2 separate regions of the Sus scrofa genome follow, and region 1 is linked to region 2. The links are chromatin contacts, called in public promoter capture Hi-C maps. All regions are on one chromosome and are shown on one strand. Each heading gives the region's core, a stretch centred on a gene start, on an enhancer-like site or on the middle of the called end of the contact. The rest is flanking DNA. Distances are from core to core; before and after follow the strand shown. Region 1 holds the start of RMND5B (required for meiotic nuclear division 5 homolog B (S. cerevisiae)). Region 2 holds the start of CLK4 (dual specificity protein kinase CLK4).

Region 1 (2,716 bases), core at 49-2,548, 520 kb after region 2:
AAAACCCAATAGATTCCCACTGTACTTAGAATAAAAACCCTTCTTTTTTTCTTTTTTGGCCACGCCCAAGGCATGCAGAAGTTCCCAGGCCAGGGATTGAATCTGCACCAGTGACAACACTGGATCCTTAAACCACTGAGCCACCAAGGAACTCCACCACCCTTTTTATGCCCAAAATCTCTCTCTCTGCTCCTACCATTCTCCCCCTCAATGGCCATATTCCAACCACACTAGCCTTCCTTCCATTTCTTTTCTTTGTCTTTTTGCCTTTTTTAGGGCCGCATCCGTGGCATATGGAGGTTCCCAGGCTAGGGGTCTAATTGGAGCTGTAGCCACCAGCCACAGCCACGCGGGATCCGAGCTGCGTCTTCGACCCACACCATCGCTCATGGCAACGCCGGATCCTTAACCCACTGAGCAAGGCCAGGGATCGAACCCACAACCTCATGGTTCCTAGTCGGATTCGTTAACCACTGCGCCACGACGGGAACTCCTTCCTTCTATTTCTTGAACATCAGTTTATGTCTACCTCAGAGCTTTTGCACTGGCTGTTCCCTCTGCCTGGAACACTCTACTCCCAGATCTTCCTGTGGCTAGTTCCTTATCAGAGTCTCAAACGCAAACGTCATTTCTCCAGAGACGCTCTCCTAGACCACAGTATCTAATGCTGCCCCCTCTGCCCCACCCCACACCTGTCGCTCTATCAATTCACCCTGTTCCTTATTCTCATTGCACACCTTTTTTTTTTTTTTTTTTTGTCACATTTTTTGTCATTAACCAAAACTGGAGCGAGGTAAAAGCCCACCGTTTTTCTGGACGTCAGCCACCACTGGGAGTTTCACCTGCGTGAACATGCAAATTGCTGGCAAACTCCTACTCATCCTTCAAAAGACCTTAGTCGAATGCCCTGCCTGGCTCCCACGTCCGTAACGGGTTACCTCCGACCCCGCCGGGTCGCACTAGATTGGGACGTCTGAGTTCGAGCGACTCCCCCAGCAAGGGTGGCTCCTCGAAGGTTCTGAGTTTGTGAGGGTCCAACTCCCAGCCTGGGCCGACGTCTGTGGAGAAAACAAGGGCAAAGAGGACTGGTCGGGGGGCTTATTCGCGGGGCTTCAGAGAAGACCCGGAGGCTGGGAGTCTAGCGAAACACGGGCCCCCAGCGCCCGAGTCCGTGGTCCCGGCGCGCCCTGCCCTCTAGTCGCACCTCCCCTCCCGGAAGCTCGCGGCCTCTCACCTGGTCCCGCAGCCTTGGCCCTGGCTTCCGGCGCCGAGCCGCTGCCATCGGAACCGGAAGCTACTGGCCGTTGCTCCGCAGCTCCGGACTCGCCCACTCGCGGCTTCAAGGAGGGGTGGCCAAGCCTCCCCCTCCCGCGTGCCAAGGTTGGAGTCGCCCGCAGGATCCCCGCGGCAGCTGGCTGCCTCACCTCCCGAAGTCGGGACGCTGCGCAGGTGCTCCCCTGGGCCCTCGGGGCCGCCGGCAGAGCCCCGAACCTTCCCTTCAGCGGGAAGGAATCCGAGCGACCCACTTGCTGGCCAGCGGGTGTGCGCACTGCGGCGCCTCGTTCAGAAGTCTTAAACCAGAAATGACTGTGCCTCCCCCCCCTCCCCGCCCTCCAACTTCGTTTAAAATAAAGACATTTGAGAACTATGTCTAGATACTCATATTGCAATAGAACAAAGGGTGGGGGGGAAAATGTGTACATGTAAGAGTAACTTGATCCCCATGCTGTACAGCAGGAAAAAATAAAATATAAAAAAATAAATTAAAGACAGTACTGAACAACACAATGCCTGTAAGCGATCCAACGGTTAGGCTTTCCCGCGACAGCGCCTTGATTCTCTTTTTGAAATATCAAATGATGTTTAAAAGAAAAGTTCCTCTTTTCTGCCCTATCCCTGCTGCTCCTCTAAGCCCGGACTTAATACTCTGGGCGTTCAACAGAATTAAATTCTACTGTGAGAGACCGACCCCCTGCTCTGCTGCCCTCCATCGGTCGCCCTCCTTTTGGAGTTGGGGGGGAGACGGGTTGCACAATTGCCCTAAGGAGGGAGAAATAAGGATTGGGAAGGAGGAGAGAGGAAGCAGTGATCCCAAACGCAGGCCAAGACTGAATTCCCCCTCCCAGGTCCCCTTCCTCTGCAGGGAAAAGGCAGAGAAGTTTCCCACCTCCTCCTCAGACTTAAGGGACTTGGACTAGAAAGAGCGCAAGAGAAAAGACTCGGTCTCATTTTCCATAACTTCCTGCTCTCTTTTAGACCAGATTCATTCCAGGGCATTTTACCCTCTAACCCTCCACGCCTCCTCCCCACTCCCATAAAACACGCTTGCACAATCTTGGTTTGTTTTCTCTATAGCACTTGCACAATCCAGTCCTGTTTTCTTTATAACATTTAACTTTAAATTATCTTGAGCGTATATTTGCTTATTCTTGTTCTTCCTGCCCCTAACACCCCACCCCCCTACACACACACACACACACACACACACCCTCTTTTAGGATAAAAGCTCCATCCAGGCCAGGACTTTCTAATCATCGCTGTTATATCTCCAACATTCTCCAACATATGTGCTTGGAACACAGTAGGTGTGCAGAAATAGTCTGAAGTGACCAGTATCCTCCACTTATGAATGAGGAAACTGCGGCTCCAAAACCTGACGAAACACGCAATGAAGAGGGCGGTGCACAGCACCTCCTGGAGCCCGCGTGAGCGTCGC
Region 2 (2,700 bases), core at 78-2,577:
CAGACCCATATAATTGGGAGGTTCAACTCTGCCCTCCTATATTTGATTTCTGATTTTTTTTATTGACTGTTTTTCAGAACGTGAAATCCCCTTGACACTTTTCAGTACTAGCAGAAAAGTTCCTGACTCCTTCCTAGCATTTGGCACTGTAAGCTTTCCCTCCTTTAGGCTTGCTCTGACACCATACTCTTGGCTCTCCTCTCCTTCTGGTCATTCCTGCTCAGGCTCTCTGTCCCTTGAAATGATTTTGGCTTTCTCTCTTCTCTCTCTACAGGCTCACAACGGCAAACTAGGGATTCTTAGAAACTGCAAAACACCTTGAGGTAAGCAAGCTCCTTAATGGGGCTTACTAGCTCTCAGACATTATTCTGCCTTGGTTAAATAAAACTGACCCATAGGGACAAATAATGTGGTAACCTTTGTTAGGGAAACTTCCAGCTACCAAATCCTGCCCAGGCACAACAGGAAAAACCTTGAAAGGAGTCCCAGTTTAAATTTCTTTTGATATTGTTGTGCACAGGCCTTAAAAAGATAAGCACCCCTGAGCTTATTTCCCGAGACATTCTCTTCGAGCCCATTTTTAGACAGAAGTTCCAAGCGACTGAATTACACAATCTCGTTCACTGAACTGCCCCCAGCGCCAACCTGGGCCTGGCACAGAGCGGGTCTGGGGGCTTATCTCTCTTGTGGTGACTGTGTCTAGAGTTCAGGTCCTTGGGTAGGCGGAGGGCAGGCAGCCAAAGTGCCAAAGGCTGAAGAGCAGAAAAAGGAGCCATTGTTGGCTTTGCCTAGAGGTGCTGCCTTCAAAATAACTCGTCCTGGAGTTCCCCTCGTGGCTCAGTCGTTAACGAATCCAACTAGGAACCATGAGGTTGCGGGTTCGGTCCCTGCCCTTGCTCAATGGGTTAACGATCCGGCGTTGCCCTGAGATGTGGTGTAGGTTGCAGACGCGGCTTGGATCCTGCGTGGCTGTGGCTCTGGCGTAGGCTGGTGACCACAGCTCCGATTAGATCCCTAGCCTGGGAACCTCCACATGCCGCGGGAACGGCCCAAGAAAATGGCAAAAAGACAAAAAAAAAACCCCAAAAACTTCTCCTGAAGGAACAGACACGCCACAGCTGAGGCCAGTGCGCCGGCACTCGCTCCAATTTTCACCTAGACTCCAAAAACGAAAACAACCTAGGGCGTCGCCTGAGCTCCGGCGGGTTTCGGGGCGGGGACCTCCTGCCCCGCGCAGACGCGTTGCGGCGGACCGGGCCCGCCACTGACGTCACAGGAGCCCCGCCCTTTAGGGGGAGCGGCGGGAGCGCGCGAGCTCTGTCACGCAGGCGCGTTCGCGGGTTGTAGGTGGTGCTAGAGGCTGCCGGGGGGTTGTAGGGAGACGGCGCTGCCGCCATTTTGTGGGGTGTTTGTCGCAGCGCCTGTAGAGAGAAGACGGCGGTTTGGCGGCCTTTCGCGGCCAAAAGGCCTTTTGCTTTTGCGGAGGTAACGTTTCAGGTGGGGTGTACTGGGATGGGCGGCCTCCCAGTCTTATAGGAGTCAAAGCCAGGTGTCGGAAAAACGACCGGGTTCAAGGCCTCGGCGACCGGAGTTCTTTCGCGGCACAACTCTGCTCGTGGCTTTTAAAACCTGAAGTTGCCCAGATGTCATGGTAAATTTAAAGTCCTAGGGCGGAAAGACCTCGGCTCTGCTGCTTATTCTTCACTGGGAGCTCAGGCTGCTCGCATCAAGGCTGCGGAGGCCTTTGCTCCTCCCGTCGGCCACAGCGAGGACCTGTCGGGAGGCCCTTCGAGAGCCGCGGGGGGTTGTGTTGTGGTAGACCCAGCGCTCCCCTCTGTGCCTGGTCTCGGTCGCCGGTAGCATTTGGGTGTTTTCCGGAGTCGCATATCTGTCCCTGTCTGTGAGTGAGCCAAAGGCCCTGGGCGGGTAGGCGGGGGTCGGCGACCGGGCGTCCGAGGAACTGCAAGTCTGCAAGTCCAGGATGGTGGAAATGAGCACGGGAGAGGCAGAAATACTGAGAGGCTCATCCTTTGTGCGGAACTGTATTTTTCCTAAGGTGGAGCTTACCCTTGTGCGGCAGATCTGTATTTCTGATACTTGTATAGCTTGCTGTCCTTGATCCTTAAGCAACCGCTATATGCTTGTCTGAGCCTTAAGAAACAGCATTCAAAACTGCCTGGGTCAACCACCTGGTCCTATTTTATAGCTATGTTTGTGTGATTGTGTTCCATACATACAGCCACAGGCTTCGGCTTCTTGTTATTTATTAAATGCAGTCCTCTTGGATCCATCTAATTGTGATATTTCTAGCCACATTAAATATAGAGAGAGTGCATAAAATTGTCCGCATAAGATATGTCAATCAGAATGCTCACTTAAATCAATAATATAGAGTGTTAAAGGGCAGTAGAGAATCAGATTCCTAAGATGGATATAAACCCGTAGATTTATTCTATCTGCTGTTTTTATTGAAGTATGTCTGGTGATTATAACATGTAGGATTCTTTATTAATTAGAGATGGTGTAACAATTCTAGATTTTCTTTTTTGTGTATGCGAAAGAACCTTGTCTGTGTAACCAGGGTTTGGGATTTTTCTCTTGGTCTCCTGAGGTAATATTTCTGAGCATTATTAGTTGGGGGAGGGGGGCAGAGGACGCACAGGGGACTTCCTAACAGTTGAATTAAAAGTAGTGAACTTA

What was found. Promoter capture Hi-C pulls out the DNA fragments that hold promoters and counts their contacts.
Region 1: a promoter capture Hi-C map of liver shows a contact between it and region 2, with 4 times the contacts expected there. The contact joins the promoter of RMND5B here to the promoter of CLK4 in region 2. A contact is called at or near these places in 1 of 5 promoter capture datasets (liver) and 1 of 47 Hi-C or Micro-C datasets (heart right ventricle).

The regions. Positions count from the first base shown.
Region 1 is chr2:80,245,766-80,248,481 of Sscrofa11.1, forward strand. RMND5B (required for meiotic nuclear division 5 homolog B (S. cerevisiae)) reads right to left here and starts at 1,299. Exons shown (of 11, transcript NM_001243800.1): 1 at 1,235-1,299; 2 at 939-1,058.
Region 2 is chr2:79,728,133-79,730,832 of Sscrofa11.1, forward strand. It overlaps CLK4 (dual specificity protein kinase CLK4), which reads left to right and starts at 1,328. Exons shown (of 13, transcript XM_021084353.1): 1 at 1,328-1,485. It also overlaps the pseudogene LOC106507310.